Linked DNA regions of Sus scrofa: regions 1 and 2 are each linked to region 3. The links are chromatin contacts, called in public targeted proximity ligation maps. All regions are on one chromosome and are shown on one strand. The core of a region is the stretch at or near the end of the contact, and the rest is flanking DNA. Distances in the headings are between cores, read along the strand shown.

What was found.
Region 1: a targeted proximity ligation map of alveolar macrophages shows a contact between it and region 3. A contact is called at or near these places in 6 of 47 Hi-C or Micro-C datasets (adipose tissue, blood, omental adipose tissue and 2 more) and 2 of 2 datasets of targeted methods (alveolar macrophages and skeletal muscle).
Region 2: a contact with region 3 is called in a targeted proximity ligation map of alveolar macrophages. A contact is called at or near these places in 1 of 47 Hi-C or Micro-C datasets (liver) and 2 of 2 datasets of targeted methods (alveolar macrophages and skeletal muscle).

Annotation. Positions count from the first base shown.
Region 1 is chr5:93,579,819-93,583,521 of Sscrofa11.1, forward strand. No RefSeq gene overlaps it. Among named protein-coding and RNA genes, the nearest start is that of DUSP6, 280 kb to the left of the region's middle.
Region 2 is chr5:93,473,214-93,476,729 of Sscrofa11.1, forward strand. No RefSeq gene overlaps it. Among named protein-coding and RNA genes, the nearest start is that of DUSP6, 170 kb to the left of the region's middle.
Region 3 is chr5:93,205,270-93,208,935 of Sscrofa11.1, forward strand. The region is part of intron 10 of POC1B (POC1 centriolar protein homolog B); the gene reads left to right. Among named protein-coding and RNA genes, the nearest start is that of GALNT4, 74 kb to the left of the region's middle.

The DNA.
Region 1 (3,703 bases), core at 718-3,217, 370 kb after region 3:
AAGGCTGGCTTGATTGTCATCGGACCGCTCAGAAACTCAACCAACTTTTTCATATTTCTCAAGGTCCGTGAAGTCCATATGTTGTTTGTGGCTTTTCTTGGAAAAAAAAAAAAAAAAAGATTGAGCGATACTTTAGAAAGAAAGGGAATGGCTAATTAAAAAGGGAAGAGGCACAAATTTCTCTTTGGGGTTGATCTAGTTATTAATGGAAGTGATAATTATAACGGAAAAGAGTTACGCAGAGTTCACGTGCGCCAGGCACTGTCCTAAGTGCTCTGCCTGGATTCACTCCTATGTCCCCACATCAACCCTACAAGGTAAACTATACCATGATGTTTATAGTTATTGTACAGCTGAAGTACAGAGATGCAAAATAATTTTCCCAGAGCTTCAAAACTATTACCTGGGAGTGGGAAGAAGGGAGTGGGGAGGGGCAAGATGGGGGTAAGGGATGGAGAGGCACAAACTGCTATGCATAAAATAAATAAACAATAAGAACATATTACAGCACAGAGAATATAGCCAATACTTTACCATTATAAATGGAATATAACCTTTAAAATTGTGAATGCTGTAAATGTGAAATTTATGTAATATTGTACACCAACTATATCTCAATTTAAAAAAACAACTGTTAACTGGTAGAGATAGCTTTCAAACCCAGATAGTCTGATATCAGACCTATGTAGTTAACCACTATTCTGTGCAGTCTCCTAAGGCCTGATACTTAAACATTTCTGAATCATTTACATCTATGTTCATTTATTGGATATGACAGCATCTTTTAGCTCTTAATTCTGTGTCAAACTACACAGCAGTTTTATTTATGTCTCTGTGTGTATGTGTGCATGTGTATGTAAGTTAAAGAAAATTAAAATTATTTTCAAACAGAATTTTGTAATCTCTTTAGAGAAAGTTGTGAACAACATTCAGTGTCATAAGAATATGTTTAGGAATCACCTGTGCAATATTTGTATCCACATTTCTGTTAATATTAACTTGAAAGGAGAAACTGCTGGATACTCTGCCCTTTAAAATAATGCTTTAATCTAGGAGTTCCCATTGTGGGGCAGCGGAAACAAATCTGGCTAGGAACCGTGATGTTGAGGGTTCGATCCCTGGCCTCGCTCAGCGGGTTAAGGATCCGGCATTTCCGTGAGCTGTGGTGTAGGTCACAGACACAGCTTGGATCTAGATTTGATGTTGCTGTGGCTGCAGTGAAGGCCAGCAGCTCTGATTGGACACCTAGCCTGGGAACCTCCATAGGCTGTGGGTGTGGCCCTAAAAAGTAAAACAATAAAAAATAAATAAAATAAAATAATTCTTTAATCTTTTCCTTCCAAAGTTTTCTATATCTTTTCCCCAGTGCCTCAATGCTAAACCTGAGTGTGTGAGCTTGAAATACATCTAAATATTTAGTGGTGTCATACTATTTTTTCAGTCATTCAAGTTTGTCCTAATGGAATATTGTTGGGACAATGATCAAAACGATTTGGGGCTTCAGCACAATAATGCTATTTAGTCCAACTTGAAGTCTGTATTTAGGTTCCAATTTCTGCTTAATTTTTGCCTACTTCTTGGTAGGAACAATCATACATATCTATTTGATATGATTTAACTTAAAGCATAACCAAACCTTCACCAAAGAGAGTTTTACCAATATAGTCATAAAATATTATCATAATAATATCATAATAGTCTGATACTTTTCATAATATCATCAGTGATTATTTATTAGATTTCCATTTGACATATGACGTTGAATTAAATTACTACCATCATTTACGGTTTGGGGGTGATGACAATTATGGTGACATGCTTCAATCCAGCCTTTTAAACTGCAAATCTGTAGAGGTATTTTATTTTAGGGGCCAGAAATAATTTAGCATTCTATTAAGATTTACATTACTGAAAACTGAGTCTGACACCTAAATGCTGCATGATTGATGGTGTTTCTGTACCCTCTAGTGGTCTGATGCAGAACTGAAATAACCAAGAGAAAAATAGCCTGGGAATTCTGGGGTGTGGGTGGCAGCACCTGCTTGGCCTTGAATTATAAAAGGCAAAGATAAGAAGAGATTTCAGGCCAGGCTTCTAGAATTGGCCAATGTGAATGTGAATTTTCATCGCTAAGCTTATTTTACAGGCATGAAAGAAGGAATGGTGGTAGATTTTAAAAAAATTCCTCCTTTAAATGTCTTACTTTTTTCGAAATGTTGGAGTTTGTCGTATATTAAACAAATGTTTTCTATCTATGAAGGTTTCTCCTCAGTGACATTCTTGATGTTTTGGGATCTATAATGCTTTGTTGCAGGGGCACCCCCTCTGCACTGTAAGATGTTTAGTAGCATCCCTGCTTCTTACTTACTAGATACTAGGAGCATCCTCAGCTGTAATAACCAGAATCACCTCCAACGTTGCCAAATGTCCCTTGGGGGAAAATTCCCAACCGAGAATCATCTTAACGATTTCTGTTAGGTAAGGCAGAAAGAGTCTGCCAATCGAAACGAATAGGTCAGTGAACATTTAGCATGAGTCAAGCCATGTACCTGTATTATTTAATTTTTTTTTTTTTTTTTTTTGTCTTTTGTCCTTTTAGGACTGCACTGGTGGCATGGGGAAGTTCCCAGGCTAGGGGTCCAATAAGAGCTGTAGCTACTGGCCTACATCAGAGCCAGAGCAACACCAGATCTGAGCCGCATCTACGACCTACACCACAGCTCACGGCAATGCTGGATCCTTAACCCGCTGAGCAAGGCCAGGGATCAAACTTGCAACCTCATGGTTCCTAGTCTGATTCGTTTCCGCTGCACCACGACGAGAATGCCTGTATTATTTAATTTAATCTTTATTAGAATCCTCAGGGGTCAGTCCTATTATTGTCCATTTTACAGATAAGGAGAGTTGAGTAAATTTCATGGCATCACGTAGGTAAGTAGTAGAGTCAACGTTAAACTCTAGATTGGCTCTGGGCTTTGCATTTGAAAAGATTCTACTACAAGAGTATAGCTTCTAATAAGCTCCTAAGTGAGTAAAAAACAGAATTATTGATTTACAAATAATAATAATCCACAATTGCCAGTTTATGATAATTTTCTGAATCAACAAAACAGAAGGACCAGAGAGTATTCTGACATTGTGAAGGCTTGTTTTTTTCCACTCATTTATCAAGTACCCACTCTCCATACAGATATAAAAATGAATAAAATAAAGCCCCACCCTCTGAAGCTTACTTAGATTGCTGTGAGCCAAAAGCAAATGAGCAAAGACATGTCTAATCTTTCATTTAGTAACATGCTATGGAGAAAATAAAATAAATTAGCCCTCTCTATCCCATAGATAGGGTAGAGTGCTTCTATTTTGTACAAAGTAGTGGGGAAGTAAGTATTCCTAGTAGTGAGAACAGCAAATGCAAAGGCCCTGAGGTAGAAGAAGATTTGAAGTGGGAGCAGCTTGCAAGCATGGTAAGGGAAAAGCAAGACGCCCGTGGAGTGGGAGCAGAGTGAGTGAGGAGGAGGGTAAGAGATGAGACAGAGGGGAATGGTGGGAGGGAAGGGAGGACCAAAGATCGCCTGAGGCCCCAGGAAAAGGACTGCTCCACTTTCACTCTTTACTGAGATAAGTATTTATTGAGAAGTGCCATGATCTGGCTAATTTTTCAAAAAACTATGTCCATTTTCTTTCTCTGATTTGGGAAGTAATT
Region 2 (3,516 bases), core at 853-3,352, 270 kb after region 3:
AGAGATAACCTCAAAATCCGAGAGCTTAAAACAGCAGACAGTTACTACCCCACAGTTTACGCTGGGGGTCAGAGGTCTGGGCTGCTGCCTTCCCTGGGTGATTCCCGCTCAGGGTCTCCCGTGAGATTTCCGTCAAGCCCTCGGCCTGCCTTGTAGACATCTACAGAATCCACTTCCAAGCCCACCCAGGTGGTTACTGGCAGACCTCAGTCCCTCGGTGGCTGTTGCTTTGGAGGCCACAGGGGCTTCTCCATGGGGCTGATACGCATAAAGCTGGCTTCCCCCAGAGCAGGTGATCCAACAGTGGGGGAGTGGGGGAGAGGGAGGCGAGGGAGAAAGAGAGAGGAATCGCCAGATGGAATCCACATTTATAACTAAATCTTGAAAGCTATGTCCTATCACTTCGCCAGTATTCAATTTGTTAGAGGCAAGCACGAAGGACGGAGGACACCGGGAGACGTCTTGGAAGCTGGCTGTCACATTTATTAACCCTCACACGTTCACTCTTTTAAATCATTGTGTATGTATGGATGTCTATCAATGTAGCTCTGGAAGGTAGGTCTGTGTGTGCCAAGACGGGCCAGGTGAAGTGAAGTGTTGAAGCTACTATAATAAATGATTTAATTCCAAGACTACCATAAAACTTGCTGGTCTGGTTGGTGCCTGGGGGCCAAATCCTTGCTAAAGCTCAAAGGTTTGGAAATACATAGGAGCCTAAAAGGAAGCAAATGGCAAAGACTCGAAGGATAGGTTCTGATGGTTACAGGAAGACTGATTTGGGGCAAGACAGACGATTAAGAGGATACATTACCAATAATGAGACCTTTTATGTGTTAATTCATTCAATATTCAACAAATATTTAGTGAACTCCTACTAAGCTCCAGCTATTATCGAAGTCTTTGTGGATACAGCAGTAAACTTGGAAGCAAGGGTGGCCTCAGGCAGGAAACATCTTACAGCAGGTGCTTCCTTTGTCTGTTGACAGAGACAACAAGTGACCTCCCAGAATTTGACCCTTTCGGGATTTGTGGACAGGAGAAGATATTTATATAAAAAGATTCTAGGTAGAATAGAGCTTGTATTCAGGGACATGAGACAGGCCCTAGAAACTTTTTAATGCATTTATAGTTCTTCCTAGTTTGACTGAATGCTTTAGAAATTCCAGTTACCCCAAGTTTACCAAGCACAGGTGTGGAGTGGCAGGATCTATAAACGCCATAGGCTGTTGAAAGTATCAGCGCACGTTTTTTTCTTGTCTACTTTATTTAGCTACTTAAGCACTGTTCTATCTTTCACTAGGCTCAAACTGTATGTATTTATCTAATAATTACATCTGGAATTGCTCCGGAAACCTCCGTCAAAATTCAGACCATTTTTCTGCCGATTGAGATGGAGGCAGAGAAGAGAAACTGGGAAAGGCGGGAGCAAAATTTTCTTGGCTGATGCAAGGAAAGTCAGGTTGATTTAAGGATAAATTGTAAAGACTTCACGTCGGGGTTAGCTGGGTGGTGGCAGTAACCACGTGGTCCTACCTCTAGGACACTTGTGAAAGATTTTAACCCGCAAATGATGTTAATTTCCTCTGTCCATGTGATTGAAAGTTCACTTTAGGATCCCACTAGACCCAAATATTCCATTGCCTGTACTTGCATCAATGGTTTATTGGTGTGGGATTTTTTATGGGTCCCTAGAGAGACTGACACTGGAAACTCTGTGGAGCTCATAAGATTTATTCCACATTTCAAAAGGGAGGGACTTGGAGGAAAATACAGCCACAAAAATGTATTGTTTTGAAACAGAATCTGTGAGGAAAATAGAAACGAACTTTTAAGATGAAATAATGGCAAAGCAAAATATCAAGGTATAATAGGTAGCCACTGACATGCCTGAGACTGTGAATCATTTTTCTTGGAGATTGTAGTATCTGATGCCAGATACACAAACGTTTTGCACTTACTCAGCAATTAAAGGTAAGAGGTTGTGAAACTCTAAATGAGCTAGGAAAAAAAAAAAAAAAAAGAGGCAAAGGGCTGAGTTTGAGTGAGTAAAGGAAGATAAATCAGATGAGATTGCATGTTGATGACACTCACCAGGCTTGCTCAACAGTAATATCTGACAAACAGCAAGAGAAAAAGGAAACATTTTGGCAGAGTCAGCCACCCCCGGCATCTCTCTTCAAAACCCTACTAAGAAATCCCCACCACTGGATGAGTTATTTCCTCTTTCTGCTGTATGAGTACGATGGGAAAAAAATGGACCCTGGAGCTGAAATACTGAAGTTAGGAAACAGTACCATGAGTAATAACACAACAATGAATTAGGCCGAAATGCCTGGAGGTAGGGCTCTTCCATCTAGAAGCTTGGCTTTAGTCAAGTCCCTTTTGGTACAGAGGATATTTCAACCGTCTCTTTAGGCTGTTATACATGGTCTTTTGTTTCTGACTGTCCTTGGGACCCTTGGTTTTGCTCATGGGCTCTTCCTGCCTGGATTCCAGGGGAACTGTACTTCTTTCTCCCCACTCTTTGGCCTTGCCACATCTGCCTTCAAATTCCTATGCTTTCCTTAAAATCCAACTTCAATCCACTTTATTCCAAGAAAACAGCTCTCCCAGTCCACCTTTAACCATTTTCTTTTTTCCTCCTAATATCTTTAGCCCTTTACCAAATTGACATAGTGTCCTTTACATGCGTTACTCATACATTTTCTGTCGCCTCAATTGAGTTGAAGTCTCCGGAGGACACCATCCTTTTATTTCCTACAATATTTTCTCAGTGATATGAGGGATATAAAAAGCGAGTATAATATGCCAATGTTTATTGACTTAAAGTAAAAACTAACTCTGAATAATTTTAACAGAGATTAGCAAGATCCTAGGCACAAGTCTTTTAACTTTCTTTCAGTAAGAGCGAATTAACCTCTATCTTCTTTTGCTTTGCTATGTAAAATGCTGATGAAACAAACAAGACTAATTTTTTTTTGGGGGGGGGAATCTAGAAAAACTATTTTATGTTTATTTTAGAATTTTTTGATTAAAAATAGAAAAAAGAAAATGATTCTATCTACCTTTGAGTTCTTTGGAGGCACAAGGCCATGTGGTTGTCTTGATGGCCTCAGATTAGAGCAAAGGAGGATTCTAGAAACTGTACCCCCCTCTCCTTTTAAACAGAGCTTTATGTTGTAAAAAAGAAATAGAACCACCATTACTAGATCCTATAGTTTTTGCTGGCTACACATTTGGGGTATGCCTTATTTCCTGTTTGCAATTAACTGACTTTGATCATGACACTCCAAAAGCAGTTCTCTAAGAGGTCAGTTGTGCCTTCCTTTTTGTCAGAATCTCTCATTTGCTGTTGATAAGCTCCTCCTTGTGACTCCCTGCTATATTCTTCCCTGGACTTTCTCATAGGGGGAGGGGAAAAGTAATTTGTTAAACACGCATGTTCCTACTTAGAGCTTTCTGTGCATCACTGTATTTGTGCTTCATGACAACACTCTGGGACAGGAGACACTCCTG
Region 3 (3,666 bases), core at 957-3,456:
TGGGGGAGAGAGTTACCTTATTATCCTTTCTGTCTTTTCATTGACAGAGCATCATTGGAGCTTAAAAAGTCAGTTGTTATTTGATAAAAAGAGACGTACAGATTCATTCAGAAATGTTAGCATCACGGGAAGCGTGCATTTCCTTTTCATGCCTGTACCAATGTCGCTTGATGGCCGTGGTACATGCAAAGAAGGGGAGGCTTTCTGGACGGTGGACAGATGGCCCTTCCGAGACGCAAAGTGGGTGAAAGTAAACCAAGTGTGGTTTTCCAAGTCAAACTTTTTCAAGGATGTAATCCTTACTTGAATGTAAACTATCTTTTAAAAACATCATTGTACCATATAAGCTGTTACCTGCCTCAGAATTTAGATTCACACACACACACACACGTGCTGATTTTTTGAACACAGTGAAGTATCACTATATATAATGGTTTATTTCTGCTCTCGTCAATTCAGCATGCTGCATAAATTGTTCTTGATGAGTTCTCTACAAAGGAGATAGTAGGAATGCGTCCCTTACTCTGTAGCCTTTTGTGAATCTAGCACAGCAGGATTCACAAAAGATGCAATGGCTACTTGTCCTCTTTTTGGAATTTACAGAAGGTTTTATTGGTCGTTATCTTTTTCTAGAGTGCTAAGAATAATGGAAATAGCATCTTTTAGTTTTATAGTAACTCAGAAGAGAGAGTTCATTCTAGTTTACTGAGTATTATGGTCTGTACTTAGGTTTATCCAGGGCAGCGCCTGATTCTCGACTCAGCAAAGGGCCTTAGGAGACAAATCTTCCTTTAAGGGATTCGTAGTTTATGTTTGCCTAATTGTATAAGATGTGAAACATGGAAGGAGGTTGTTGTACAGATTTGATGTGTGCTAGCTGTATCCTACCTATTCATGGCTTCAAAATTAATAAGCTTCTCTAGAGATGAGAATAAATATTAAAGGCCAAGACAGATTTGTGGCCTCAGCTGTCTTTTTCAAGGGCGCTGAATTAATCATTCAGATATTCTAGTTGATAGTTGAATGGGGAGGGGTTGTTTTTTTAAGACATCTGACAAAAATGAAATTTCCAACTTGGTTTGAAGAAGAAAAAATCAAAGCCTGAGTAAAACCTTATCCCCAAAGCCTCTTTTTCTCCCTTTGAGACAAAGATGTATGATTTTCCCCAAGGGATAAACAAAAGCCTTTCTCAGCTCAACAGATTTAGTCTGGGAGACACAAATTCCACTTGACATTCTCTGATTTTATCCTAGAAATATTTTTAAATCCATCAGACCTGATCAGGTAGGAGGGTTTCTGTGTACAAGGACGCACGCTACACTGTGCCGAAACAGGGTAGAAGAGACGCGGTTTTCTTCTCCAGGACCAACGGCCTTTACGTCCTCAAGTTTTAGAAATGGAGAACGAACCCTGTGTTGTGGACCTGTGACAACCCCATGTGGGTGACTCCATGGCTCTTTTCGCTCTTTTTCTGATGAATCCATCCAGTCCTTGGTTAACACTGTCTTTGATCTCAAGGAATGAACCAAAGACAGGGCAGCGCCCTGAGTCACTTCCAAAAGACAGCCTTCCTCTCTCGGTCAGGCTTCTCAGATGAACTCAGAGACTGTCTGAATCTTTTGTGTTAATGGTCAGCTCAGTGTAAAGCCTCCCACTCACTGGCCACCACTTCCTCTAGTACTCCAGTTCCGACCACTCATCACCCCGGGAGGGCCTCCAGTCCCACGAGCCTCCGCCTTTTCACTGCCCACCTTCTGTGTCCATGTGCCTCTCCTTTATTGGGCTTGGATTCTACAGTCCATCACCCGAGCAATGCCCTTGCCCCTCCTCTCTGCATTGAGCTCACCCCCAAAACTTCAGCCTGGTTAAATCTATTTTTCTGCCTACTCGCTACCCACAACCATGCAACTGAATTTGACTAGACAGCCGTGCTGACTGATCCGCCCCTAGTTTATTTCTGTAACTCCAAGGGTCACACGGTGCTGCCCAGTGGCCCATTCGCCACGTAGTTATCTCCTCCCTGTCCTGTGACCTCGCTGCTCTCTTGCTGCTTCATCTTTTCCACCGGCCCACATTGGTGATGTGTTTCCCATCTTTAAAAAGGAAAGCCTTTATTTGATCCTTCATTCCTTTCCAGCTCCTGTCTCATTGTTCTGCTTCCCTTTATAGCAGAACTCCTCAAACAAAAGGCATTTACTGTCTTCATTTCTTCGCTTTCCACTCTTCTGAGTTCGCTCCCATTAAGCTTTTGCCCCACCACTCCCCTCCAGGCAGGGTCCCAGTGATTCATCCAGACCAGCCTTCCTACAGGATGTGGTCTTGGTGATCACTCTGTCCTCCTAGAAGCTCTTTCCTTAATTGGCTTCTGGTCCAGCATCCCTCCTACCTCCTGGGTCACTAGTCACCTCTCCTGCTCCTTCTCTTCCTGCCTTCTAAAGGCTTTGCAACCGTTCTCTTTGGCTCCGCCTTCAATGATTATAGACCCATGGTTGCAAATAGTTATATGCCAAACCCCCCAGCTATAAGGGAACAGAAACTTCTGTACTTGGTACCCTTCCACACCTTGCCTTATGTACCTCTTCCCCTGGCAGTTCATCTGTATCCTTTATAAAAACTGGTAATTTATATAATTCTGTTAATTCCCAAATTTATATCCCTTGCCCCAACCTGGATTTACACAGAAATCTAGAATTGTATATTTCCACCTGTATTTATGATTTTTCTCCTTGGAAGTCTAATAGGCATCTCAAACTTAACATGCCCTAAGTTTACTCTCTACCCATTCCCCTCCCCCCCAAAAAAATACATCATCAATGAAGCTAAATCATGATGTAACATTTTACCCAGCTTTATTTTTCTTCATAACTTTTGTTACTACCTGACCTCACATCACAAATCTATATATTTTCCTTCTTCATTCATTGGAATATAATCTCATGTCAACACAGTCTCTTTTGGGTTTTTTTTTTTGGGTTTTTTGTTTGTTTGTTTTTCTCTTTAGGGCCTTACTCATGGCACATGGAGGTTCCTAGGCTAGGGGTCTAATGGAAGCTACAGCTGCCAGCCACAGCAACTCCAGATCTGAGCTGCATCTACAACCTACACCTCAGCTCATTGCAATGCCGGATCCTTAACCCACTGAGCGAGGCCTGCAACCTCATGGTTCTTAGTCAGATTCATTTCTGCTGCGCCATGATGGAAACTCCCAACAGGGTCTCTTTTGTATATTCATTTCTCATATGAGGCAGAGTAATGGTTCACAAAGATGTCCATTGCCTCATCCCCAGAATATGTGAATACGTTTCCTTATGTGGCAGAAGGGGTTTAGCAAATGGGATGAAGTTAAGGATTTTGAAATGGGGAGATGATCCTAGATTTGTGGTCCAGTGCAATCACAAAAGGTCCTTACAGGGGAAGGAGGGAGGCATGGGAGTTAGAGAAGAAGGTATGACAGGGGGAGAAGAGGTTGGAGTGCTACAGCCTTGAGCCATGCAGGTAGGCAGCCTTGAGGAGCTGAAAAAGGAAAGGACAGATTCACCCCTAGAGCCTCCAAAGGAACACAGCTCTGCTGACACTTTGATTTTAACGCTGTAAAATCTTTGTGGACCTTCAGAACCTTAAGGTGATAGGTTTGTGTTGTTGGATTCAGTTTGCTAATATTTTGTG